4 separate regions of the Mus musculus genome follow, and all the other regions are linked to region 1. Evidence: chromatin contacts called from public HiChIP or PLAC-seq data. All regions are on one chromosome and are shown on one strand. Each heading gives the region's core, a stretch centred on a gene start, on an enhancer-like site or on the middle of the called end of the contact. The rest is flanking DNA. Distances are from core to core; before and after follow the strand shown.

Region 1 (6,811 bases), core at 2,078-4,577:
CTCTAGAATTGGGAACCTTCTAAATTCTCTACACCGTTCGGGTTCTGTTCAGTTGTGTCTTTCTGGGGACTCTCATTTACAAATGCTGTTGCCCAGGGGTCACTTTGGGAAAGAAATATCATTAATTATACGATGTTGGCCTTGGGGTATATTAATTCCTTTCCTTATCACCACGACAAGAGCAGCTTAGGGGAGGAAGGGACGGCTGTGTCCCACAGTGTGAGCTTATCTGTCAGGGAAGGTGCAGCAGCAGCAGCAGGAGCATGAGGCAACTCCTCCCGAGGCATCCATAGTCAGGAAGCAGCGAGAGAGGGATGCTGGGGCTCTGCTTGCTTTCTTCCTTGCATCCCTTCCAGGACCTCAGACCGAGGGACGCTGCTGCCCACATTCAGGGTGGGTTTCCTCTCCTCAGTTAGACCTGTCTAGAAATGCCCTCATGGACACAGCCAGCAACCAAATTCCACCAAGTTGCCAATGGAAACTCACCATCATAGGCGATGGGAAAAACCACTTCCAAATCCCAGCACTTGGGATACAGAGGCAGGCTGATTTCTGAGTTCGAGGCCAGCCTGGTCTACAGAGTGAGTTCCAGGACAGCCAGGTCTATACAGAGAAACCCTGTCTCGAAAAACAAAACAACAACAACAAAAACCCACTTCAACAAAAATCCCACTTCCAAGTCCTGGATTTGAGCCCCCTTCAGGAATGGAAGTGTAGCTCAGTGAGGTGAACAGCTGTGTGGGTGCCCTGGAATGGGATATATAAGTTGCTCTCTGGATCCCCAAACTTGAGCTTGTATTTAGGAGGAGTGCCAGTCTATGGTGCTATTAAAATATTTAACTAGGGCTGGAGAGATGGCTCAGCAGTTAAGAGCACTGGATGCTCTTACTGAGGACGGAGGTTCGGTTCCCAGCACCAGTATGGCAGCTCACAACCATCTGTTACTTCAGTCCCAGGGGAATTAGTGCTCTCCTCTGACTGTGTGGGCATTGCACACTTATGGTGCACACACAGGCAAAGCACTCATACACATAAAATAAAAAAACAAAATCCTTTGAAGGATTCAGTATAGCTGGGTATGATGCTACACCTCAGCACCCAGCAGACTGAGCTAGAAGGATCATGGTTTCCAGGGTAGCCTGAGCTACATAGGGAGATCTTGCCTCAAAAATAAAACCAAGGAAGGAAGGAAGGCTGGGAGGTGGCTTAATGGTTAAGGACACTCTCACTGCTCTTGCAGAGGACTCGAGATCAGAGCCTTAGCACTCATGTCAGGATGCTCACAACCACCTGTAACTCTAGCTCCAGGGATCTGACCCCTTCTCCTGGACTTCACATATACCTGCACACACATGCAATTCCCCTCTCTACCCCCGCAACATATAATTAAAAATAAAATCTGGTTTTAGATGGTGTACTGGCTGGTTTAGTGTCAACTTGACACAAGCTGGAGTTATCACAGAGAAAGGATCCTCCCTTGAGGAAATGCCTCCATGAGACCCAGCTATAACACATTTTCTCAATTAGTGAGTGATCAAGTGGGGAGGGCCCAGCCCTATGTGGGTGGTGCCATCCCTAGGCTGGTAGTCCTGGGTTCTATAAGAAGGCAAGCTGAGCTAGCCAGGGGAAGCAAGCCAGCAAGCAGCACCCCTCCACGGCTTCTGTATCCACCCCTGCCTCCAAGGTTCCACCTGTGTGAGTTCCTATCCTGACTTCCTTTGGTGATGAACAGCAATGTGGAAGTGTAAGCTGAATAAACCCTTTCCTCCCCAACCTGCTTCTTGGTCATGATGTTTGTGCAGTATTAGAAACCCTGACTAGGACAGATGGGTACCGGATACTGGAAGCACTTGGGTACTGATCAGTGGACTTAGGGGTCCTCTTGGCGTGTTCAGCAGTTACCCATTTACTAAAGGGAATTTTGGGATGATCTACAGGCGATGGCCTCAGACAGAGCAACAACAGGTGACTTAAGTGGGCTACGGAAATGTCTCTTCCTCCCCAGTAGGTCAGCTATCCTGGGGTGACTATTTTCAAGAGGTTCTCCACTTCTGGCATCTGCTTCTGTCTGCCCTGCAGTGACCCCAGTTAGATGGCATAACAGAATGAAGAGGGTCAAGAGAGAATGTGATCTAGTCAACTGGCTAGGATCCCCTTGTGTTAGAGAAAAGGAGACAACAGTTCTCTCTCTCTCTCTCTCTCTCTCTCTCTCTCTCTCTCTCTCTCTCTCTCTCGGTCAGATTTGTCATTTTTATGTATATGTCTACCTGCACAGTCTTTTGTTTTGGTTTTTAAAATATTTATTTATTTGCTTTATGTACGAGTTCTCAGCTTTCAGACACACCAGAGGAGGGCATCGGATTCCATTACAGACGGTTGTGAGCCACCGTGTGGTTGCTGGGATTTGAACTCAGGACCTCTGGAAGAGCAACCAGTCATCTTAACCACTGAGCCATCTCTGAGTCCCCTACCTGTGCAGATTTATGTGCAGCACCTGAGTGCAGGAGTCCCCAGAGCCTGGAAGAGGCCGTTGGATCCTCTGGAACAGTCCACACCTGAGTGCTAGAAACTGGACTCAGGTCCTCCGGAAGAGCAATAAGCCTCTTACTGGGAGCTAACAATAGCCTTTTAAAGTAGGTTCAGGCGATCTATCCTGAGCCCAGAATACAGGCCCCAGGCCAGGTCTCTGGCCTCAGATGTCTGCAGAAACTGCAGGGCAGACCTGGGCCTGTCCCCACTCCTGTCCCCTAGGTAGCTTTCTTCTACACTGGGTTTGAATATCAGCCTCCTTTCTCCTTGGATATCAGCATTGTCCTTGTCCAGTGTCCAGAGCGTTGGAGGCAGGAAAAGCCCATAGACAGTCTGGCCACTCCCTCAAACCTACAGAGACTCAGAGCTTTGCTTTCCGACCTAGGGGCGTCTTTCCTTGGCCCTCCCTTTATTGTTTGCTCTTACTCTGGCGGCTGGCGACTGTCCCCTCCCTTCTGCCTGGATGAGACAAGACCAGACAGCACGGCTAGCCTGATTTGGCTCTGGAATGCTAATCTCACTCCCGAGTGACCTAGTCTGCCTGGAAACTATGCACAGCATCGGCCTCTCGCCCCCTCTTCTGGCCACAGAGGGAACTGCAGAGTCTGGGCCCGGAAGCCTGGACACCACAGCGAACTCACGAAAACTCACTAAATTGCTCTCCTTTTCATTTTCCAATGCGACCGTGGTTCCTTCCCCTGACCCCAGCAATCTTCTACAATCCATTTGTTCTCATTCGGGTCCCCCACTGCCTCGAAGCTGCTAAGGACTGCCTCTCATAATGGCTTGCATAATGAGCACATTAACACTCCAATCACCACCCTCGCCTTGCTTTGCTAGTCAGGAAACAGGAGGTGGTCAGGGAGGGAGTTAACTGGATGGACATTCTACAAGAACAGTACTAGCTTTTAGCTGCTAAGTCATCCCTCCAGCTCTTCCTGGTCTTCCACTGACCCCAGAGCTCCCTGATTGGCTAGCCTGGCTGGCCAGCAAGTGCCAGGAATCCTCCTGTCTCCGTTCTACCTCCAATTTCCTCAGTGCTGTGGTTACATGTGCATAATGCCACACCTGGCTTTTTCTGTGTGCTCTTCGTCTGTGTTTAAGTACTAGGTATTTCCCCCACTGAGCATCTCCCCAGTGGCGCTGAGAGGGAGTGGAAATGGGGCTGAGAAGTGAGTTGGCCCTTCCCAAGCTGCTTACAGCCACCCCGTTGACTCTCAGGCTCTCTGTTGTGTTCTTGCATCGTGGAGTGCCGGCCTTTGGCTAGGAGTCTCTTGGCACTTTCCCGGAATGTAGTCTAGAGCCCACTTCGCATGCAAAGAGGATCTTTCTCATTGGACTGAAGCAGCTTCAGTCTGTGGCCTAACACCAAATTGTGAAGTTATTTAAAACATCGAGTCATCTCCCTCTTTTGTTAGATTTATATTTGTGTGCACGTGTGTTCAGGTGTGTTTGTCTGTGTGTGCACTTGTGTGTGGAGGTCAGAGGTCAACTTCAGGTGTTCCTCAGAACATCCAGTCTGTCCATCTTGGTTTTGAGACAGTCTGTCTCATGGGCCTGCCACTCAGTGATGTGACCAGGTTGCCTGGCCAGTGAGTCCTGGGGGTTCAAACTCACGGCCTTGTGCTTATGAAGAACATGTCCTCTACCAGGGAACTGTCGACCTTATGCAATGTTTTCCTTACTAGATTGTGGGACTTTTGATGAGGAACCTTGTAGCTGGCAAGGCCTTAATCTCAGGCTCAGAAGTTTGGACACACTTGCTCCTTCGCTGCCTGAAATGCTAGCCCAGCACTCTCCTGTGTGAGCAGGCTGCCAAGGAAGACTGGAGATCCCTGCTCTGCCTAGACATCTGGGGGTGTCTTTTCTGGAGCCTTGGGGTCCCAGCCCTTCACCTTCATTTCTCCTGCTAGTTCTGAGACCAGAGCTGTCAGGCGAGACCTGACAGGCAGGAGCCAACACCAATGTGGCAGTGGGACCTGAGATCCCAGCGCTCAGAAGGATTTTTCACCTTAAGCGGGATTTTGTATTACCTTAAACATAGTGAGACTGTCAAAAAAGCATGTAGCCAGAGGACATAAAGGTCATTGCTTTCCTACTTTCACTCTTGCCATGGAGTTTTTGCTGGGTGGTATGTGTTTATGTGGTGATGCTTCGTGGCTGGTTTCTTTTCTCTTCCTCTTTAGGTTGAGACAATGTTTCTATATGTAGCCCTGGTTGTCCTGGAACTATGTAGACCAGGCTGGCCTCCAGCTCAGAGATCTGCCTGCCTCTGACTCCTGGTGCTGGAATTAAACACCTCGCTTTGCTACAATTTGTTTCTAATACCAATTTTTTTAAAGGAAGATTATTTTATGTATGTGAGTACACCTTAGCTATACAGATGTTTGTGAGCCTTCATGTGGTTTTTAGGGATTGAATTTTTAGGACCTCAGCTCACTCTGGTCAATACCGCTCGTTCAGTCCCTGCTTGCTCCAGCCCAAGCTTCATTTATTATTATACATAAGTACACTGTAGCTGTCTTCAGACACACCAGAAGAGTGTGTCAGATCTCATTACGGGTGGTTGTGAGCCACCATGTGGTTGCTGGGATTTGAACTCAGGACCTTCGGAAGAGCAGTCATCTTACCAGCCCCCTCTAATACCAATTCTAACTGTGCATAAGTTCACTAAGTTATATGGACTTTGGGTCTACATTTTTGGGTGTGTGATACTTTTATTTACTTAAAGGATTTTTTAATAATAAAGTCTATACAAAAAAAAAAAAAAAAAGGACTAACCAGGATTGGGCAGATGGTCCAGTCAAGTAGAGCGCTGACTAGTCATGCAAGAATGAGAACCTGCGTTTGCTCTCCAGCATCAGTTGTTCCCCCTCTCCCCACTTCCCTCTCGCACCAGGCCTTTAATTTTCTCATTACACATGGTTGTGAGCCACCATGTGGTTGCTGGGATTTGAACTCATGACCTACGTAAGAGCAGTCAGTGCTCTTAACCCCTGAGTCATCTCAACAGCCCAACAGCCCTCCAGTACCAATCTTAAAAAAAAGAAAGAAATAGGGCCTGGAGCTATCCCAGCCTATGCCAGCACCCATGGGGCAGCCCTGAAATATGAGCAGTGACCATCCACAACCAAGAGATCACTAGACCTTAGCTCCAGCCTGTCAGGTGAAAGGAAGGTTGCAGAATTGAGGCACAAAGGAGGTGGTTCTGTTTCTCCCCTCCTGGAGCAGACTGCACTATGTAAGCCAGGCTGACCATGAACTTGCTCCTCAGACCTTTTATTTTTGGTGGCACTAGGAATTGATCCAGTCTGTTCTCTGCTGCTGTGACAAGCACCATGGCCAAAAACACTTCAGGGAAGAAGGGCTTATGTGGCTTAAACTTCCAGGTCTCAGGCTATCATTTGAGGGAGCTCAAGGCAGGAACCTGATAGCAGGCCTGCTTGCCATTCCACATATTACCTCAGACCAAGGAACTCACTTCACTGCCAAACAAGGGCAGAAAGCTTACACTCAGCCAAATTTCTAAAAGATTATTTTGTTCTGTTGAGACAGGGTCTCACTCTGTAGTGGAACTATGAAGACCACGTTAGCCTGGAGCTCATAGAGATCTGTCTGCCACACCTCCTGAGTGCTGGGACTAAAGGTGTGCCACCATACCCAACTACTATCTTCAGTGTTTGTGTGGCTATTTGTACCTGCACCTTTGCTCACAGAAGCCAGAGGCATTGTAGGTCCCCCTGGAGTTGGAGTTACAGGCAGCTGTCAACTGTCTGGTATGAGTGCTGGTGACTAAACTAGGTTCTAGAATAGTATAGGCCTTTAACCAGCTCCCTCTAGCCCCAGTGAGCTTTCCTTCATTGTAGGACCACCTGTCCAGGGAATGCTGCTGCCCACAGTGGGCAGGGCCTCCCAACAAAATTAACAATTAAGGCAATGCCATATAGACTTGCCTGCAGGCACATTTAATCTGGGTAACTTAGAGGGAGGTGTTGATATCCAAATTGGTTCTTGATTGTAACAATAAAGGAGGCAGAAGTCAATTGCTGGGTGAAGGGAAAAAGGTGGGACTTTTGGGTCCCAGGAGGAGGAGAAGGGACAGGGAGGATGAAACAACCATGTAAGATCTTGGGGGGCTGGAAATGGCAGTCTCTGCCCTGGCGGTTGGCTAGAATAGGTTAGCTGACAAGAATCAACTATCTAGCTAGTTTTAAAATATTTACTGTCTAGTGTTTTCCATCTGCAGAGCATAGTGGGCAGGAGGAGAAGGGACAGCAGGGAG
Region 2 (6,784 bases), core at 2,182-4,681, 160 kb before region 1:
CTTCCTAGGACAACGGTGGGGCACTGTTTGTGATGATGCCTGGGACCTACGGGCAGCCATTGTCCTGTGCCGTCAGCTGGGATGTGGCCAGGCTCTCGCAGCCCCGGGAGAGGCCCACTTTGGCCCAGGCCGAGGCCCAATCCTCTTGGACAATGTCAAATGCCGAGGAGATGAGAGCACCTTGCTACTGTGCTCTCATATCCGCTGGGATGTCCACAACTGTGACCACAGCGAGGATGCCAGTGTCTTGTGCCAGCCATTGTGACCCAGATGGCTCTGTACTCCATACCATATCAAAGGAGCCTATGAGGAACTGCCTGTCCTTTCCCAGGATGCCTTCCTATGATAGCTCGGGTTCCTGGTACCCCTTTCTCCCCGTGCATGGGAGAGATGCAGTACCTGCCCGAGTCCTCTTACTGTGTGTCCCGAGACTGTTATCACCTGCGGAAGGCCCAATACAGTGAACATAGCAATGTTTTGCTCAGCCAAATCAGAAAATGTGAGAGAATAACCCACTTCTCTTTGGGGGAACTCATATAGTACCCCCAATCCTTCCCTTCTGCACCCACATCCATGAGGCTTGGGCTGTCTGTAAATGCCTTCAAACCCTTACCGTGACCTCTCTTGGTCTCCTGCTAAAAGTGGGGAGACAAAGGGGTTGGGGTGCTCTTTTCTATAGACTGGCAGGGGACTGCAGAAGAACCAGGCCATCACCTTCCCTGCTGGGTGAGGACCTGGACTCAGATGGTGCTCCGCTGAACAAGGGGGCTGCAGGGGCCAAAACAGGGACCAGAGGAGCCCTTCCTGCAGCTTCTCTGATTTCCACTGCCCCCCCCCCCCCAGCACAGAGCCTCCATTTTGCAGTAACAAAGAACCCTGGAGGCCCATAGCCACTGTCCTTAGGTGCCAAGTCAATAAAGCATTATCTCCCCCAGTCTTTTAACTGAGGTCATTGTTTGAGAACCTGTACCATGGCTACTGGAAAAACTCCAGGAAGGACTTTCTGGAGAAAACTGGCATGGCGATGAAAGGCTGTGGTCCAAGAGCAGCATCATCCAGTTCTCCAGAGCCCATCACGGCCGGGAAATGCTGACTCACCATGGCAAGCCTCAGGCTCCTCAGTGGAGTGTCTGGTCATCCTCCATTGGGCTACACACACACACAAATCTAGATCCAGGAAAGGAGAGGCAGTAGGGCACGATGGTGCATGTTTGTAATGCCGGTGCTCGGGGTGCCGAAGAAGGGCGTTCTGCGGGTGGGGTGGGGTTCCAGGCCAGCCAGAGCTGCAGAGTGAGAGAAGCTGACTGAATAGGCCCAGAAAATAAAATGGCAGAAAAACGGAAAAAAACAAAACAAAACAACCCTCCTCTGGTCAACCTGTGATATTCCCTCTTTAAAGGGATCACAGGAATGAAGATCAGGAGTTCAAAGCTATCCTCAACTACATAACCATTCAAGGCCAGCTTAGACTACTAGATACCTGGGGGTAGGGGTTGCTGGGAGACCCTGCCTGAATTAGTGGTGGCAAAGATCTGTAATTCAGCACGTACATGCTTAAGCAGGTGGATTAGGAGTTTAAAGCAGCCTGAACTTCTAGAAAGGCCACACTACCCTCTCCACTTTCTCTGCCTATGAATTTCTATATTAGTTTTGTTTGCTTTTTGTTTTAGTTTTTCAAGACAGGTTGGTTTTGTTTGTTTGTTTGCTGTATAGCCCCGGCTTTCCTGTAACCCAGTCTATAGACCATGCTAATCTTAAATTCAGAGGTCTGCCTGCCTCTGCCTCCTGAGAGCTGGCATCCATTTTCATGTGTGAGTTGTTATATTTTGTTCTCATTCATTGCTGCCCTCTTTATGCCTTTGCTGTTCTCTGATGCTTCCTTTAGACTCCATTCCTGCTTGCTTGGGTTGGTTTGATTGCTTTGTTTTGCTGTGGTAGGACTGGGGATTAAACCTAGGCTGGTGAGATGGCTCAGTGGTTAAGAGCACAGACTGCTCTTCCAAAGGTCCTAAGTTTAAATCCCAGCAACCACATGGTGGCTCACAACCATCCATAACAACAATCTGATGCCCTCTTCTGGAGTGTCTGAAGACAGCTACAGTGTGCTTACATATAATAAATAAATAAATATTTAAAAACAAAAAAACAAAACCCACCTAGGACCTAAATCATGGAAGGCAAGTACTCGACCACTGAGCCACAGCTACAAACTCCAATTCTGGTTCCCTACCCCCCACCCCCACCCCGCAAAGATTTATTACTGAGTGTGCCTGTGTGTAGTGATGGTGATGATGATGATACAGGGCGTCCAGTTCTATCACACGCAGATCCCCTGGGTGCAGGCTTTCTCCTCAAATGCTGAGTTAGGCTAAAGGATAGCAAGCTCCGGAAGTCATCCAGTCTCTGCCCTCCGTAGTACCAGAGTTATAGGCATTCCTGGCCACTCAGGTTTTACTCCTGGGTGCTGGAATCCCCACTTGGGTCCCCAACTTTGTACAATGATTGCTCTTACCCACTGAAACACCTCTGCATCTGTGTATAAATGTTTTCATACATGGCTGAATGTTGCCCACGTGTATACCCTGTGTTCACCACAGTCACAAAGCGTTGGAGCCCCTGGTAGTGGAGTTATGATGGTTGTAAACCACACCACGTGGGTGCTGGGAACTGAGCTCAGGGGCTCTGCAAGAGCAAGTGCCCTAACTGCTGGGCCAGCTCTCTAGGCCCCTCTTACTTTAAAAAAAAAAAAGGCTAATGCATGCATGTTTGAGTACATGTGTGGTACATGTCACAGGAATTCTTTCCTTCCATGCGGGTACCAGATTCTTGATACCTGCTGAGCCATCACGCCAGCTTGGCCCCTCATCATCTATACCATCGTCCGGACCCTATGTCCTGGTCTCTACGTTCCTGAGGATGACTTTAAGTTCTGGTGAGTTTTTCGAAGTGCAGCAGGCTAGCCTCCCTTGTGTATTTGTTGTCACACCTGCCTGACAACTCGAATGGGAGCCAAACCTTGAGGATTGATGGATTAGCAAAAAGAGAAGAGGGGAAAAAAAAAAAAAAAAAAAAAACGAGGCAACTGGGATTGACTTCCTGTAAGGTCAAACTCCAAACTTCCAGGGTCTTCCCACTCAGGCACTGCTCCGGGAAGTGTTCTTAACCACTGTGCAAACGGAGGAAACAAAAGATCAGTGAAAGGTCCAGGGTTTTTCTGGGTCATCAAAACAAAACAAAACCAACAGAGTCCAGGTGTTGGGATTCCCACTGGAGCCCCGTAAGCCTCGACGGCCGGGGCGGACAGGGTAGGACGTGACGTAGCCCTGCCCTTCCGGGCCCCAATAACTCACGCCTTCCTGCTGAGTCACCGCAGGAGCTCAGAGGAGAGCCCGCCCTGGGTCGGAACTGAAGCCACGCCTCTATCTTACTGAAGGATTTTGATTGGGTAGCTTTGAAACTGGTTCAGCCAGTCGCAGCAAACGGAAGGTTGCTGGTTAGGTGGGGCAGGGGCGGGGCCACGCTCTTCGAGACCTTTCCATGCCTCGGGGCGGGTCTTTTTTTTTTTTTTGTGCAGAGTTCTAGGTTTGGTCTGACAAAGGAATTGAGTCCCCGGTACAGCCCATACAAGGGAAGGAAGGTCAACCATTCCCAAGACACTGTAGTTTAGGCGACATTTTCAGTCCCCGCGGACCTTTGCGGATTACAAAGAGTATTTACCAACAACAACCTCTGCGCCACAAGGCTGCTTCTCTCCTCACCACCCCACCCCCTCACCCCTTTTAAAAATGCTTTAGTCAAGGTCTCATGCAGTTCAGGGTGGCTTGCCAAAGGTGACTTTGAGTTTTTTTAATTTTATTTCTTCCTCTGCCCACCCAACTGGGGTTACAGGTGCGTGCCACCCCTGCTCATTTATGCAATTCTGAGGAACCCAGGACTTCACTTACGCTAGGCAAACGCTCGACCAACTGAGCTATATCCTAAAGCTACTGATATTTTCATAAAAGACCATTTGGTTGGTTTTGTTTTTTTCGAAACAGTTTTTCTGTATGACGCTGGCTGCCCTGGATGGAACTCAGTCTGTAGACCAGGCAGGCCTCAAACTCAAAGACCTGCTTGCTGAGATGAAAGGCATGCGACGCTTTCACAGAGGACATTTAACCCACAAAGGACTGTTGAAATTGTAAAACCGGTTCACAATAAAACCAGAATTGGAATAGGGTGTGGTGGCACTATGGGGTAAAAAACATCTAAAATAAATCAAGATTAAGGAGGCTGGTGTGTAACTCAGCTGGTAGAGCTCTGTCCAAGCATTCAGAAAGTCCAAGGTTCAGTCCCCAACTCAGTTTGGGTCAGCGAAAGGGTTCCACAGGTAAAGGTGAGGCCATGTGGCCACACACACACACAATTAAAATGTCTTTTTTTTTTTTTAAATCAGCAACTACAAAAAGAAAATAGATTTCTAAAAAGGGAAGAAAACAAACCTCAGTGTGGTGGCTGTCACATGCCTAAAGTCCCAGGGGTGGAGACAGATGGTCACCCTCAATTATACAGCTAATCCAAGGCCAGCCTATGCTACATAAGACATGGTCTCAAAAACAAACCAATTAAAGAATTGGAAAAGGTTCCCCACCTCTGGCAAACATGAACAATAAACTGAGGGGTGTTGTGGTTGTGGTTTTGTTTTGAAACAAGACAATGTAGCCTATGCTGCCCTGAAATGTGTTGTGTAGCCAGAAATGAACGCAGACTTCTGAACTCCCTTGCCTCAGAGACAGGATCTCACACTTCAGTCCAGGCTGACCTCAAGCAGTTTCCACCCCCATCATCTTCCCAGTGGCTGGTTTTATAGATGTGAGCTACCTCAGGTGGGTTAGACTGAGGATTTTAACACAGCCTGCTGTACCACAGCAAATTCTATGTGTAGCATCACCCTGACCGAGTGTCTGTCGTCTTAAGATTGGCCCTGCCAGCCAGGCATGGTGGCACATGCCTTTAATCCCAGCACTTGGTAGGCAGAGGCAGGCAGATTTCTGAATTCGAGGCCAGCCTGGTCTACAGAGTGAGTTCCAGGACAGCCAGAGCTATACAGAGAAACCCTGTCTCGAGAAAAAAAAAAAAAAAGAAACAAAAAAAAAAAAAAAAGATTGGCCCTGCCAGACCAGAGCAAGTTTGACATAACTCAATCTGGGCAGATGGAGAAACATGCAGAGAGCCAGGATTGACCTGCCCCACTGTGAGCTACAGAGCAATAGGGACTTGAGTCTTTTGCACTGTCATTGGCTTCCTTTTCGCTGGATAGGAAGGCCTGATGAAGAAGCTGTAGTCAACGAGGCACCTGCTGTCTGCCACCATAGTCAATTTTCTGTCTCAAGATCCCTGCATGAGTTAGACAAGTCTGGGTCCCTGCGAGGTTAGCAGCAGTCAGCTCAGGGAACCCTTTTCATGGGATAGATAGCTTATTCCATCCACGTGGCCATTCACTTGGAAAGTCAAAGTTGCCTCTACCTTAAAAAAACCAGGTCCAGGCTTGGTGGTGCACGCCTTTACTCCCAGCATTCAAGAGGCAGAGGCAGGTGAATTTCTTAGTTCGAGGCCAGCCTGTTCTACAGTGTGAGCTCCAGGACAGCCAGGGCTACACAGAGAAACCCTGTCTCAAAAACAAAACAAAACAAAACAAAAACAGTGCCTTGGGCCAGTGATGAAGCTCACAGGTAAAAGTAATTGCTTGAAACAGCCTGACAACCTGACTTCAATTCTCCAAATTACCTAAAAGTAGGCAAGAACTGGCCTTTTTAGAAAGTTATCCTCTAAGTTCTTCATGCACACGTTTGCACGCACTCACACTCGCATCCATGCATACACTAAAATCAAATGGGAAATACCAGTACTTTGGAGGCAGAGGCAAGTGGATCACTATTGAGTTCCAAGCCACAGCTACATAGTGAAGCCCTTTCTGGGGGAGTGGGGGGAGGGAGGACCAGAAAACCTGGCCTGGGATGTAGCCCAGTTGGTAAAGTGCTTGCCTAGCATGCATGAGGCCCTGAGTTTGATTCCTAGCCCTGCATAAACTGTGTGTGGTAGCAGACACCTGTAATCAGAGCATGTAGCAGGTAGACTCAGGAGGATTCTCCTATAGAGCAAGTTCAAGGCTAACCTGGGCTTCATAAGACCCTGTCTCAAATAAACAAAATAAAGCCCTAGGAAGATGAATTCCTCATGTCTGCTAGGTAACTTTCTGTTACCAAGAGAAAACAAGATTAATTACTTTTTTTTTTTTTTTTTTTTTTTTTTTTGGTTTTTTCGAGACAGGGTTTCTCTGTATAGCCCTGGCTGTCCTGGAGCTCACTTTGTAGACCAGGCTGGCCTCGAACTCAGAAATCCGCCTGCCTCTGCCTCCTGAGTGCTGGGATTAAAGGCGTGCGCCACCACGCCCGGCTTAATTACTATTTTCTATTTCTTATTGTTCTGTGTATGTGTGTATAATGTTCATGTATGGATGCAAGCATGCCTGGGCCACCACACACGAGTAGAGCCATCTGAGAGGAAAATTTGTGGGAGTCAACACTCTCCCACCATGCGAATGCTAGGGAATCCAACTGATATCCTCCAGATTGGCACCAGGTACCTTCACCTGCTGGGCCACCGTGCCAGCCCCCGTTGTTAGAAATTTCAGAAATTGAGCATCCATGGAGCTGTCTGCCCAATCAAACTGCCTTGCTCATTCCCCCCCTTAATTTTGTTCATAATTTTGCATTGTAATGCAAGATGACCACAATTTCCTGAT
Region 3 (7,435 bases), core at 2,446-4,945, 250 kb after region 1:
GCTGGTCTAGAACTTGCTATGTAGCCTCCTGCCCCTGTCTTCTGAGTACTGGGATGACAGGCACAGAGCACCAAACTGTGCCAGGTTTATGGGGTGCTGGGGATGGAATCCAGGTCTTCCTGGATGCTTAGACAAGCACGCTGACAAATGAGCTGCATCCCCCACCCCGAGCCATGGTCCCTTCTTTTTGACCTGTTCTATTTCACAGGAAAACTAACTGTCTTGAATCTTTCCCGGCCCAGTGCCTCCAAACCACAAATTTCTCCTTCCCACTCTGGTTTACTCAAATAAGAACTAGGCTGAGCCCTTAATCCTTGTTTAAGAGACTGATGTTTATTGATGCCATAAAATCTGAACAAGGAGGCCTAAATCTGTCTTTAGCTGATCCCAGAGCATAAGACCAGTGTGGAATTCAGAATGGCCACACCAGGGTCAGAGTGTTAGGAGCATTGTCTGCTCTGCTGGCGTTCTTCATCGAAGTCATTCCCTTGGGTACTGGGGGTGGTAGGTCAGTTGACAAAGCTTACTTAAGTAAGCTCAAGGCCAGAAAGAACTCCTGTCTCAAAAAAAAAAAAAAAAAAAAAAAAAAAAAAAAAAAAAAAAAAAAAGCACTGACTGCCCTTCCCTTCTAGAGGTCCTGAGTTCATGAGTTCAATTCCCAGCAACCACATGGTGGCTCACAACCATCTGATCTAGTGCCATCTTCTGATGTGCAGAAGAGAGATGGGCTGGAGAGATGGGCTCAGCAGTTATGAGGACCCAAGTTTGGTAGAGGGTGGCTCACAACCATCTACAACTCCAAGGAATCTGACACCCCATCTGGCTTCTGCAGGCACCTCCACACATATCACACACACACACACCACCACCACCCCCAACACACATATCACACACACACATACCACCCCAACACACAGTGCCAAAACACACTACACATTCCTTCCCCCTAGAACGCAATTTATAGATCATCCCCTTAAATAAATACAGTCTCCGGCTAATCCTCCTATCACTCTGGACCTGTGAAGCCCCTCTTCCCACATCCCCTTGGCACAAGCTTACTCACATGACTCCTTAAGAGGCAGAGCTTTCTCCTCTTCTGTTCTAGAGTCTCCCCAGCTGTCCTGGCTAGTTTTATGTCAACCTGACACAAGCTAGGGTCATCTGAAAGGAGGGAACCTCGATTGAGAAAATGCAACTTCTCCAGAAGATTCAACTGTAGGGTATTAATTAGTGACTGATGGCAGGGAGGGCCCAGCCCATTGTGGATGGGGCTACTTGTCCCAGTGTCTACTGAAAAGCAGGCTGAGCAGACAGTGAGGAGCAAGCCACTCAGGCCTCTGCATCAGCTCCTGCCTCCAGGCTTCTGTCCCTTTTGAGTTCCTGCCCTGACTTCCTTCACTGATGGACTACAATGTGGAAGTGTAAGCTAAATAAACCCTCTCCTCCCCAGCTTGCTTTTGGTCATGGTGTTTTATCACAGCAATAGGAGCCCTAACTAAGATTCTAATCTACTTTTGCTCCTACTCCCTCGGACCACTTTCATCTAGGCTTTGTAACTTGGTGCCCACAATGCCACTGTGCCCAGCAAAAGCCTTCTTGGTGCTTGCAAATGCTCACTCCTCTTTTATGCCTCTATCAAATGTGAACTTTCACCCAGGCTTTAATTTAGAAAAAGTCATTGGCCGCTTCGAATTAAACTCCTCTTCTGATGATGGCACAGTAGTGAAAGCCATTGCCGAGCAAGGGTGTGTGTGCACATCGCCACAGTCGGGACCCTAGGCCAGCTGGTTTGTGTGGCCCGCCTAGAAATTCCAGCCTCTGAAGTGGGAGACAGAGACTCTTCAGAGCCAACAGGCTAGTGTGGCTAGCCATATCAACAAACCCTGAGTTCCATGAGACCCTAAGTCAATGCGAGATTCAAGAGTGATGATGACCCCTGACATCGGCCTCAGATCTCCATGTGCACAGGTGCACGAATGTGCTTGCACACGGTGCGACACACCTGCAAACCGCATCTCTTTCAGTGTGGGAGGCTGGGGGGAGGGTGTCTGTGGGTAGTCTGTATACAGGTATATGCCTGTAATCCTAGCATTCAAGAGGCTGAGGCAGGATTTCTGGGAGTTCAAAGCCAATCTCAACTTTTTAGTGAAATATTATCTTTGTGCATGTAGGTGTGCATGTGTGTGCAGTACTGGCTGTCCTGGAACTCACTCTATAGACAAGGCTGGCCTTGAACTCAGAGATCCATCTGCCTCTGCCTCTTGAGTGCTGAGACTAAGGCTGTGGACCATCACCACCCGTCTTGAAACACTGTTTTTAAAGAGCATCCCTGGTGTGACCACTCAGTGGGTAGGTTGCTACACTAAGCCTATCACTCAAGTCAGATCCTGGGGTCCACACGGTAGAGAACAGAATCTAATTTGCTTTCTGACCTCCACAGAGTGCTGCCGTATGAACACAGTCCCACACATACACACAGGTACAAAATGTGTGTAAAACGTTAAAGGAAAGTCAAGCCTAGAGGCCCACGCCTATAATCCTAACAGTTGAATGGAAGAGGCAAGAGGCTCAGGGATTCAAGGGACTCAGCGACATAGTGAGTTTGATATTGTCATTAATTAAAACATTGCCTAGTACAAGTGAGACTTGTACTGGCTTCTATTGCAGAGCTAGATGGATAGCACCATCAAATTGCTTAATGCTTAACGGTGCCACTAGTTCTGTTAGTGAAGAACCTGTAACTTTTTTCTTTGCTGAGGAGCACTTCCCAGTCTGTAGGTGCTCCCAGAACAGGATGGGAGGAGTGGACCCTACCATAGTTGAACAAAGAGCATCTGTTGGGGTTTCTACCGAGATAAGGTGAGAACGAAGCAAAGTTTGGAAAGCTCTGGGGAGATCCTCGCAATCACAGGCCAGTATTTGGGGACCCTCCAGAACGGTCCTCCAGAACGGGCAGAAAGGAATGCACGAGGAGGGGACTTCGAGGACCACTAAGGCCGCCATCGCGGGTCCACACTGACGCAGAGTTCCCCAGCAAGCCGGTGAAGCATGGTGTGCAGCCATGCTTCCCTTGATCTGCCTTTCCATCCCCTCGGGAACTCGTGGCGCCGGCTGGACCGCAGGTCCTACTGCTCAGAAACCCGCAGCAGAGAAGGGCCCAGGAGGTGGCGCTTCGAAGTAGGGTGGAGTCAGCAAGGGCTGGTCTGTGGCAGCCAGGCCCCACCCACTAGCATGACGGACAAGCCTTCAGAGCAATCATAGTGCTTTTATGGTCCTGGGGGGTGGGAACAAAGGAAGAGTGACGGATGTAGGGTGGAGCCAACAAGAAAAGGTTAGGGCAGCCCATCAAGCCAGCCTGTTGACAGATAAGTCTTCAGACCAATGACAGTGCATGTAGAGGCCTGGAAGGCGGTGCATCGATTATGGGGCGGAGCCTAGGGGGCAGGTTAGGACAGCAGCCCACCAGGTCCTGCCCACTAATGATAATGGACAAACCTTCAGACCAGTCATAGTATGCGGACCGCCCTGAGGCGGGCAGCGGGTGAAGTGAGCGGAGCGCCTCCGAAGTGGGAAGAGGGGTGTGGGGAAAAGCCTCTTGGAAACATGGGGTGGGTTCTGAGGGAGATGGACAGCGCTGTCAACCAATGGAAGACGGAATCTGTCCCCGTTAGCGCCGGATCCCCGCGGGTAGGGAGGGGCGGGAGGCTCCGCGGGGATCCCGGGGCGGCCGAGGGCCCCTGACTCTGTTCACCCAGACAACATGGACCGAATGGCCAGCTCCATGAAGCAGGTATCCAACCCGCTGCCCAAAGTGTTGAGCCGCCGCGGAGTTGGTGCTGGGATGGAGGCTGCGGAGCGCGAGAGCTTCGAGCGGACTCAGGTGAGATTCGAGAACCCTGGGGCATCCCTGGGGCACTTGGAGTGATGCAGGGTGCAAGAGAGGCTTGGAAGGGAGTGGGACTTGCAGACTCGGGAAGGAATTAGGCAAGGTGGCTGCGATCGGAATCATTTTGGGGTAGGGAACTAGGCGGGTCCCAGGGAGGTTCGGGATCTACCTGGGCATCTCCACTGGCATAGGGGTCGGGGTGCACTCTGGGGAACTGCAGATTCCTGCGGCTGAGGGGACGGTCTCAGTGAGCACCATCAGGGGTCACAAGGGAGGCTAAAGGGAGTTGAAAGGGGACTGACGGAAGGGTGCTCCTGGATAGGGGAAGCACTTGGAAGTCGCTTGGTTTTTGCCAAGTGTGGGAACGCCAAGGTGGGGGTGTGAAGGGTGGCTCTGGTCGCCTTACTTTAGTATTGACTCTCCCTACACTTCCCAGCATCTCGCTCAACGGTGCCTCTAACTTGGCTCTCAGCAGCCCCAGCTGTTGGCCTCAGAGGCTGGGCCAAAGGGGTCTGAGTGATGGGAAGGACCGTAAGAAATGTGAAGTGTGGTCCAACTTGTAAAATGGCCCGGGGGTTTGGAGGAACGGGGACGCGCAGCCTGGGGTAGGAATTGAGGCGCTTGGATTGTCAGAGCTTTGCGTGCCGGCATAAGCTGTCCAGTGATACTCAGACTCCTGATTTGAGGTTTTGCTTTCACCCTCCAAAATATGCCTGACAGCTAATAAGCAGACCGCCTGCCTTATTTGTCTGGTCTGACCAGGGCAGATGGCCAAAATTCCACCGCAGTTATCAACAAAAAGCCACTATCCAGTTTTACCTCAGGCTTTTATGCATGCTGTATTGATCGGACTGAATCAAGTTGTGAGGCTCGGGGTGTGTAGTCATCAGTTCATCTGTATGTAAAATCTGTTTCTGAGAGTACAACTCCTCGGATCCCACTGCGGATGCCGGGCCGGTAGATTTCTTCTACTCTGGCTCTCCGAGTTCTACTTTGAAGATCTGAGTTGACTTCAGCCAGAGGCAGGTCCCCTGTCGTGTTCTGTGAGTAGGAAAGATGGAAGAGATAGGGAGGGCCTGTGTGTTCTATAAATGGACCTTGCTCGGAAGAAAGCCTTTTCACCCCAGGGGACTTTACACCACCTCTTGTTTCTGAGACCCCTGGGTCCACTTCTTGTGTCTGAGGGGGGAAATGGGGTAGTTGTACCCCGGGAGGGGAAAGAGAGACCACCGTCCACTTACCTCTCAATGTCTATAGAGTTTGGAGCTTTTTAAATTTCTCAGATCTTTTGAACCTTGGGCGTTGTTGCCAAAAAAAAGAAAAAAAGAAAAAAAAGTTTTCATATCCCCCCCCAACCTCTTTTATTTTTAAACTGAAAGAAGAAAATAAACTGGAGCTATTTTATAGCATCCGACTTAAAACTGAGGCAATAAGTTAGACATAAAAGTTTGAGCTTACGGCCAGCGGAGGTGGCTAAGGGGTAAAGGCTCCTGCCAACCAGTCTGGCCACCTGAGTTTCATCCCAGGAAGGGAACCAACTTGTCCAAGTTGTCTGCTGACCTCCATACTCAAGCCGTGCCATGAATACCCCTCCATATACATACACCCAAAATCACTTTTAAAATGTTTTTTTTTTTTTTTTTTTTTTTTTTTTTTTAGTTTGAACTTAATACAGAGTGATAGAATTGAGGCACTTGAATGTTTCCAGCCATAAGTAACATTTTTCCTAGTTGCCCAACAGGAAGACTGGTAGGCAGTGTCTAGTTTTACCTTCTGTAGAACACTTGTTATGAGCCGTGTGTATGTGTGTGTGTGTGTGTGTGTGTGTGTGTGTGTGTGTGTGTGTGAGAGAGAGAGAGAGAGAGAGAGAGAGCACTGAGATATTCTATAGCAGAGCTTTTCAGTTGTGGAAGTCTCCCCCCAGCCCCCTTTTTTTCTTTTTGGTTTTTCAAGACAGGGTTTTTCTAAGTAACAGTCCTGGCTGTCCTGGAGCTCACTTTATAGACCGGGCTGGCCTCAGACTCACAGAGGTCCTCCTGCCTCCTGAGTGCTGAGTTTTTTGTTTGTTTTGTTGTTGATGTTGTTTTTAATTTGTTTGTTTTGTCGCTGTTGTTCTGTTTTATTTGAGTGAGAATCTTATTATGTTGCTCAGGCTGGCCTGGAACTCAGCTGTGTAGACCAGGCTGGCCCTCAAACTTTCATTGGGAGACAGAGGCAGGAGGATCCTTGCAAGGCAGTGTGGTCTAAGTAGCAGTTCCAGGCGAACTGTGGCTATACATATTGAGACTCTATCTCAATCAGAATTTCAATAACCCAAAAATTAAAACAAACAAACAAACAAACACACTGGTGTCTTCAGAGACTAAGAGAATCAGCGTGGGTTTTATAATAATTGTAGCTAACTACTATGTTTGGAGGTCCTCTAAGTACAGTCCTTGATTTGGTATCTTTAATCTTCTCAAGAGCTGATGGAGTGGTTATCAACCCCATTTTGCTTAGAGGAAATTGAGGCCTACCGAGCGAGGTTAAATAACTTGCAGGGTAACACAGTTGGAAGTGGTCCCAACCTTTAACCACATCCCAGCTACCTCTGAGTCCTGAGCATCCCCGGAAGATAACTGAGTTCTCTTCAGTTCCTTTTGCCTTGAGACAGAGTCTCGTGCAGTTCTGCTGATCTCAGACTAGCTATGAAGACAAAGATGATCTCAAACCCCTGATCCTCTTGCATCCACCCTGAGTGCTGGGATTGCAGGAGTGTCCCACGGTGGCTGGCTTTAGGCAGCGCTGGAGATGGAAGCCACGCTTCATGTATGCTAGGCAAGCGTTCTCCCAACCGAGCCCCATCACCAGCCCACAGGAGACGTCTCAGTTTGGGGGCCAAGCACTGGGTGATGTGCTTTGACGTATGGAACCATGAGCCCTCAGGCAGACAGTCTGACTTTCCTAAGCCTCAGTTTCCCAGCTGTAAACTAAAGATAACACAGGGCTGGGAAGGTGGCTCAGTGATTACACTTGGTGCACAAGCTTGAGAACCTGAGTTCAGATCTCCAGAACCCACATTAAAACAAAACAAAACAAAACAAAACAAAACAAAACAAAACAAAACAAAACAAAACAAAACAAAACAGGTGTTGCTCCTGTTTTAGCCAAATCAGTAAGATTCAAGGTCAGTGAACTGTCTCAAAAAAAAGTGGAAAGAATTAGAGGAAAACACCCAGTGTAGACCTCTGGCCCCTACAAGTGCACACACACGTGTGCATCTGTGTACATCAGTGTACAACATATATATATACATATATATATACATACATATATATATATATGTATATATATAATACATATATAACATAATAGGGGCTGGAGAGATGGCTCAGTGGTTAAGAGCACTGACTGCTCTTCCAGAGGTCATGAGTTCAATTCCCAGCAACCACAAGGTGGCTCACAACAGCTACAGTGTACTCATATACATTAAATAAACAAATAAACATATAGTATTTAACCTTGCAGTGTATGTAGGGGTGTTCATGCCACTGCACAATTATGGAGGTC
Region 4 (6,808 bases), core at 3,085-5,584, 140 kb after region 1:
GTCTCCCTGGAAGAAGCAGAAGTTTTCAGACATTCTCTCTACCACTGAGCCATCTCTCCAGCCCCTACGTAAACATTCTGCTAGAGCAGCAGTTCGCAACCTCGTTGGCAAACCTCCGTCTCTAAACATATTCACATCGTGATTCATAACAGAAGCAGAATTACACTTATGAAGTAGTGAGGAAAGTCACTTTATGGAGGCGGATGACCACAACACAAGGAACTGTATTAAAGGACTGCAGTTGGAAAGTCTGAGAACCGCAGTGTTAGAGTAACACAACTTCTCTCCCTGCTCAGCCACCCCTAAATCCATTCCTTCCTCTCTGTAGAAGATACACACATGTGTGCGCACACATATGCGCCCCTCAACACACATGGTGGGTAGTAGGGAAGGGCAGTTCATAATATCTGCACAGCTAGGCAAGAGTTCTCATAGGGGCAGAGTGCACTGGTGCACATTTGTAATGCTACTGCTTGGAGAAGGGAAGGGAAGGGAAGGGAAGGGAAGGGAAGGGAAGGGAAGGGAAGGGAAGGGAAGGGAGAGACGGAGGAGTCAGAAGTTCTGGGTCCAGCCCTGGCTACATAGCAAACTTCAGGCTAGCCTGGGCTATGTGAGGCTCTGTCTCAAAACAAAAACCAACCAAGAAACAAAAGAGATGGCTCGGCAGTCATGAGCACTCGCCGCCCTTGCAGAGGATCCCAGGTTCAGTTCCCAGCACCCACGTAGGATGGCTCCCAAGCACCTGTAACTCTAGCTGCAGGGATCCAGTGTCTCTGGCCCTCCTCAAGCTGCCTGCACTCTCAAACGCTAGCACTCACACACCTAATTAGAAAGAAACCATTTAAAAAGAGTTCAAGAGGAAACATTTAAAAAATGCAAATACTCAACAGGCAGAAGACAGGGAGGATCTTAGTTTCAAGGCCAGGCAAGTTAGGACAGCATGAGCTGCAGAGTGAGACTCTGCCTCCCAAAGCTAAAAACCAAGAATTCACATGGTAGTGCCTGCCTGTGATCCCAGTACTCCACTTAGGGGGAGGCAGGGGGATCCTCAGTTACAAAGGGAGGATAAAGGCAGCCTGGGCTACATGAGAGACAGACAGACAGACAGACAGACACAGACACAGTGACACACACACACACACACACACACACACGGGCGAGGCAGGGTGGGGCAGGGCGGGGGGCAAGCCAGGTCAACACATTTTAACAAATTACTGATGGCTATGTCTCCTTTACAAATTGGGTGGCCAACTTCTCATTCAGAGTTCCCAGAATTCCAGGCAGACTGTGCCCTTGGCAATTCCCACTGTCCAATCCCATGGGCCACAGGCTCCCTTTCTCATTCCAGACTCTGCCCAGCCTTCACCATGGTGGCCCCTGACACTCTTGTGTTCTTGTCCAGTCCCATATTCACCCTGTGTTCCCATTCTGCTCATAGCTGCCCTATGGTAGACGCCCTGGCACGGCCCATTCTCAGGGCACAGTTCACAGTCCCTGCAGCCGTCCTGAGAGTCTTTCGGACTGTGACGGCCAGTGTGTGGTCTAGACGGGAAGAAATTGGACATGACTTTCCTCTTGGCTCTGGGAGGTCCTGGGATCAGGGCAAGGAACTCTGTTTATGTCCAGGGACTGGTTACACAAAGCTACAGATACGTTATACTTGCCTAGAATACCCAAAGAGGGACTAGAGGGTACGGCTCAGTAATGTGTTATTTGCCTAGAATTCTCCCACATATGCACATACACACACACAGACACACACACAGACACACACACGCTTCTTTGCAATCAGATTAGTCTGACAGACAGGCTAGCTTTTCACATTCAACTCTCTGGCTCATGATGTGGCTCTCCTTTTCTTGAACAGTTGTTTGGGGGGACTTCTGTATCTCACCCCTAGAACTCCTATCCAGCCACTGCCCACTGAAGGGACAGTACTGCTGGTCACTACAGAGGATGGAACAGGGAACTCGGAAAGCTCAGGATTAGGCAGTCCAGGCCTGCCTGGGCCCTGGCAACTGTTTGTGCTGGTGATAACATCCTCTTGGACCATAGCGGCCTGACAGAGTGCTCTGGAGCCGGTGGCATCTGGATTCCATCCTTATCGCAAGTTTTTATTTCCTTTTGTTTTGCTAGTGAGACAAGACAGCTTCTCTATGTCCTGGACTTGAATTTGTGATCCTGTTACCTCAGGTTCTCAAGACCTGAGATTACAGGCTTGTGTCACCACATCCCACTTTATCATACCCCCACTGACCCCCCCAATATTAAACATTTTATCTAAGTCCTTGAGCATGCTAGGCTGGTCCCCTCTACCATTGAGCCACACCCCCAGACCCTCCCTGGGGGATTCTCGGCAGGGGTTCTACCACTGAGCCACGCCCCCAGCCCCTCACTGGAGGATTCTAGGCAGGGGCTCTACCACTGAGCCACACCCCCAGCTCCTCACTGAGGGATTCTCTCGGCAGGGGTTCTACCACTGAGCCCCTCACTGGAGGATTCTAGGCAGGGGCTCTACCACTGAGCATATCACACACATTTTTTTTCCAGTTTTTATTTGGAGAGAGAGCCTAACTAAGTTTTCCAAGCCTGCTGTAACTTCTGATCCTCCCTGCCTTGGGCTCCTCAGTGCTGAGATGACAAGGGTGAGCCACTATGCCCACTATGCCCAGCTTAATCCCCATTTCATGCATGTATGTGTATTTTGCATGTTTTCCTGATGTATGAGCGTGTGTCCATGCAGGTACTTACCTACACACTCTCTACCATGTTCCTGTGAGACAAGCTACGTTGATGGCCAGCGAGCCCCAGAGCCCTTCCCGTCTCCTCCCCTCAATTCTAACTCCAGATTCGTACAAGCACGCACAGCTGTACCTAGCTTTTTCTGTGGGAGCTAGAGATTTGAACTCAGGTCCTCATGCGCACAGCAGGAACTCCCACCCACAAAGCAATCTCCCTCGTCCCTCATCCCAGGTCTTAATTGTTGGACCTTGGATGGTTTGCTTTTCTGTGCCTCAGTCTTGTGTTGTAGAAAATTTTAATCCCAATCAGGGTTTTTTGTTTGTTTGTTTTGTTTTGATTTGATTTTTTTGTTTTTTAAAAACCTGACCTTGATCATTCAGTTCCTGGATAAAAGACATATTGTTTGTTTGGTTGGTTGGTTTTGGTTTTTTGATACAGGGTTTCTCTGTGTAGCCCTGGCTGTCCTGGAACTCACTTTGTAGACCAGGCTGGCCTCGAACTCAGAAATCCACCTGCCTCTGCCTCCCACGTGCTGGGATTAAAGGCGTGCGCCACCACTGCCCGGCAACTTTTTTAAAGATTTATTTATTTATTATATGTAATAGCTGCCTTCAGACACTCCAAGAGAGGGAGTCAGTTCTTGTTATGGATGGTTGTGAGCCACCATGTGGTTGCTGGGATATGAACTCAGGGCCTTTGGAAGAGCAGTCAGTCTGAGCCATCTCACCAACCCCCGACAATTTTTATATTTATAATAAGCCTTAATCAGCATAAGAGCTGGGCAGATATCTACCCTCTGTGCTATTAGAATCTACCTTTCTACTGATAACCCTGAGTCATTACTTACCATGTTTCATCTGAACTTTTTTTTTAACTCCAATTGGCCAGCCACCAGGGCCACATTTACATGACCTACCGAACCTATGGCGGCTTCTCTTCCTTCCAAATATAAATTTTTTTTCTTTTTTCTTTTAAAATGTTTTCCCTAAGGACTTTATTTTCTTATATTTAAATTAAATATTTTTCCCTATGATATATATATATATATATATGTATATCATACAGAAAGATATATTTATATATAATACATAAAAATATATTATATATAAATAATAAATAAAAAATATATTATATGTATATTAATAGTTAGCTTCTCTTCTTTTACTGTTCCCTAAATTCAATACTTCCGGTTTAGACTTTTGGGACCTTTAAGTTGTACCTAGTGCTGAGTTAGCCCCGCCCCAGCTGCTCAGCTAGCTCAGGATTTTTGCCAGCCCTGGCTAGGGCTCTCCAGCTTGCCCTGTTTCTGTGCAGGTTTAGGCTTTTACCCGGTCATCCTCTAGTGGTCTCTGGCCCGTATGCCCTGCCAATGCTTGGCTGTGCCTGCACCTCTCACCAGTCAGCGGGCTGGGGACCCGGTGGACCTGGACTAGACTACCGTTCTTTTCTGTGGGTCCCAGCATAAGCTGTTATTTCCGCAGAGCAGAGTGCTGGCTTTTCTGAGAAGCGGGCAGCTCTTGCGGGCCGCAGTGTCTGTTTTTATCAGTGGCCCAGCGAGTGCAAAGCCCTCCCAGGTGCTATGGTCGATCTGGTCCCAAGCAGCTGTAGGCTGAAAGTCATGTTTTCGGCGAGGGTTGGGGTTGTGTCTGTCTGCCCGTAGCCTGTCTCAGTTTGGTTTTCTGCCCCACATAAGGTGTGCCAAAACGTAATACAACCAATTTAAACTTCTCCTGACTAGTTTATAGATAAATGAGACTCAGCCTTGGGTTATTTTATTTGGCTTTGACAATTATTGGGGAGGCAACCCCTAATCTATTTTTCTAACTGCTGGCCTGGCTACCTCCCCAGCGGTGAACCTCACTCAGATACTTGCTGTTTCTCTTGGCCATTTCCTGGTCCCCTGCCCCCCCCCCCGCCCCCATTCTCTCCTCCCTCCCCCAACACTCCAGCCAGGTCACTCCTAATTCACCTACCTCCAATCCCTCCAGTAATTGTCTGTAGCTGATTTTATTTAACCAATAGTTTTAAATCAAGAAACAAGGTTTGCACAACAAAAGCTTGTGAACGGGAGAAGCCGCCCATTGGCGCAGACCTTCTGGTCTAGAACTTAGCATTACAATACATAGCAGCAGCCCACACCTCAACAGTCTCCCTCTCTGGGTTCAACCGCAATGCCAACTGACAAGGTGGTGCAACAGCCAGACAGTCTTTGTCAGATGGGTCAGATGAGACAGAACCAGAGCAGGCTAGACACTGGGAAGTCAGTGGTGGGTGAAGTCAAGGTTCCGGTCCCACCTGGGCTCCCTTCCTGTCAATTCTTGGGAAGAATTGACCAATGGTCAGAGAGGAGGCAGGTGCTGTGGGAAATAAAGGAGAGCCGGTGTGTGATATGCCTGTAGTCCTAGCACTTGGAAGGCTGAGGCAGGAGGATCGCAAGTCTGAGGTGACAGAGGAGCACTGAGGTGGCTGAGCAGGTTAAAGGCAGTTCTAGGGATCCGCAGGGTGGAAGGAGGAAAATCAATACCCACAGCTGTCTTCCCTCCCGCTCTGTCTCTCAGTCTCTGTCTCTCAGTCTCTGTCTCTCTCAGTCTCTCTCAGCCGCTCTCTCTCTCTCTGCCACTCTCTCTCTCAGCCTCTCTCTCATGCACATTTAACAGTCCAGATACAGAGAGAGACAGATGTCAATGCTCATCTAGCTTTTGCCTTTACATTCTGTCGGAGACCCCACCCACCAGATGGACGAAATGGTACCAGCCACACTTAGGGTGGGTCTTCCCACCTTAATTAATCTAGTTAAATCCTCACAGAGGTGCCCAGAGGTTTGTTTTCATGGTGAATCTAAAGCCTACACGTTGACAGTCAAGATGATCATAGATGGTACCTCTGTTGATGGTACAGTTACGCTAAGAGCAGAACGAGGCAGGGTGTGAGTCCCATAGACACTGGGGGAGCCCGAGAAGGGGCCCTGGGAGTAGAAGCTGCTTGGTCTTCACCTGAGCCCGGGATTCAGGGGCCTGCCAGGGACGATCCAGGTCTCTCTGCAGCCAACGGTCTGGTCCCTGCCACTGTTTTCTCACCATATAAGCAAAGTCACTTGACATATGGGAGAAAGTGCCACACTGCACCTTGGCCCCTCATTTGTCTGGATGTGACAGCTCGCTTTTTCCCTTGGGTCCTGGTGAATGACTCTGGCTAGCTGTCTCCAGATGTCTGGCAATCAGTCAGGGACTGGAAGGCCAGGACTCAATGTTCTGTTAAGAACAAAGCTGGAAAACAAGGGAGTTGGAGAAGGTCCCACCATTGGCCAGGAGGGTTGCCTGCCTACATCCTGACACCAAGAACCCGTATGTGATGTCCCTGTGCCCTGCAGAGAAATCACTGCGACTTCCTGTCTGAAATCCAGAAGGCTTCTCCTGAGGACCTGGAAGGTTGTAGTATTGGTAAGCTGCTCTCTGGAGAGGGGAATGGGGTTCGCACTCTGTCCAGCAAAGTCGAAATCACGGACTTCACCTTAAAGCAGGTAAGAGATCATTTATTTCAGAGCCAAATGTGAGGGGAGGGATTTTGATTGCTCAGATTTCATATTCCAATAGAAGTGTTACATGTAGCCAGTCTTTTTGCTACTTTGTGAGTTCTTTCTTCCACCTTTCTCCATCCCTTTTCTTTTGCCCTTTCAACCTCCTAACACTAGATAAGAGAAAGAAGGTTAGAGGGGAAAGGACAGAGATCTCTGAATAAAATCGGGGACAATGAAATACCATTACACTACTTCCTGCTGATTAAGGGTGTAAAGTTTGATCTTTACCATCGGGATATCTAATTTCTTCTTGTTTTTTTCTTTGCACACAACTACTTAAAAAACCACGGCCAACAACAACCAACCAACACCCACCAATAGCATACTCTAGGGGGGGTGTGCAGCTAGCATTTATATACTTAGAGTTTTACTGCTGTGAACAGACACCATGACCAAGGCAACTTATTTTTGGGGGGTGGGGTGGGGTTTGAGACAGGGTTTCTCTGTATAGCCCTGGCTGTCCTGGAACTCACTGTGTAGACCAGGCTG

The links. HiChIP or PLAC-seq counts read pairs in DNA pulled down with a chosen protein or histone mark.
Region 2: an H3K27ac HiChIP or PLAC-seq map of embryonic stem cells shows a contact between it and region 1, with 7 read pairs. The contact joins two enhancer-like sites. A contact is called at or near these places in 5 of 484 Hi-C or Micro-C datasets (embryonic stem cells, olfactory sensory neurons and rod photoreceptor), 3 of 115 datasets of contacts at active chromatin or transcription factors (effector CD8 T cells, embryonic stem cells and pancreatic cancer cells) and 3 of 9 other capture datasets (adipose tissue, liver and pancreatic islet).
Region 3: a contact with region 1 is called in an H3K4me3 HiChIP or PLAC-seq map of embryonic stem cells, with 2.7 times the contacts expected there. The contact joins the promoter of Hip1 here to the enhancer-like site in region 1. A contact is called at or near these places in 6 of 39 promoter capture datasets (the SN4741 cell line, cranial neural crest, embryonic stem cells and 2 more), 6 of 484 Hi-C or Micro-C datasets (the Ba/F3 cell line, CD4 T cells, CD8 T cells and 3 more), 12 of 115 datasets of contacts at active chromatin or transcription factors (the 230-238 cell line, bone marrow-derived macrophages, effector CD8 T cells and 6 more) and 4 of 9 other capture datasets (adipose tissue, embryonic stem cells, liver and 1 more).
Region 4: an H3K27ac HiChIP or PLAC-seq map of embryonic stem cells shows a contact between it and region 1, with 7 read pairs. The contact joins two enhancer-like sites. A contact is called at or near these places in 1 of 484 Hi-C or Micro-C datasets (bone marrow-derived macrophages), 4 of 115 datasets of contacts at active chromatin or transcription factors (bone marrow-derived macrophages, embryonic midbrain and embryonic stem cells) and 2 of 9 other capture datasets (adipose tissue and liver).

The regions. Positions count from the first base shown.
Region 1 is chr5:135,791,012-135,797,822 of GRCm38.p6, reverse strand. No RefSeq gene overlaps it. Among named protein-coding and RNA genes, the nearest start is that of Mdh2, 16 kb to the right of the region's middle. Within about 2 kb of position 3,327, at least 225 of the 459 cell types and tissues checked have an H3K27ac peak or open chromatin away from gene starts, as enhancers often do. A contact at or near this core is called in the 230-238 cell line, the Ba/F3 cell line, CD8 T cells and 10 more, where this site is marked.
Region 2 is chr5:135,954,373-135,961,156 of GRCm38.p6, reverse strand. It overlaps Ssc4d (scavenger receptor cysteine rich family, 4 domains), which reads left to right. Exons shown (of 11, transcript NM_001160366.1): 11 at 1-934. The coding sequence ends at 265. Among named protein-coding and RNA genes, the nearest start is that of Ssc4d, 17 kb to the left of the region's middle. Within about 2 kb of position 3,431, at least 388 of the 459 cell types and tissues checked have an H3K27ac peak or open chromatin away from gene starts, as enhancers often do. A contact at or near this core is called in adipose tissue, embryonic stem cells, liver and 2 more, where this site is marked.
Region 3 is chr5:135,541,382-135,548,816 of GRCm38.p6, reverse strand. It overlaps Hip1 (huntingtin interacting protein 1), which reads left to right and starts at 3,695. Exons shown (of 31, transcript NM_146001.2): 1 at 3,695-3,880. The coding sequence starts at 3,761.
Region 4 is chr5:135,655,402-135,662,209 of GRCm38.p6, reverse strand. No RefSeq gene overlaps it. Among named protein-coding and RNA genes, the nearest start is that of Rhbdd2, 26 kb to the right of the region's middle. Within about 2 kb of position 4,334, at least 43 of the 459 cell types and tissues checked have an H3K27ac peak or open chromatin away from gene starts, as enhancers often do. A contact at or near this core is called in embryonic stem cells and liver, where this site is marked.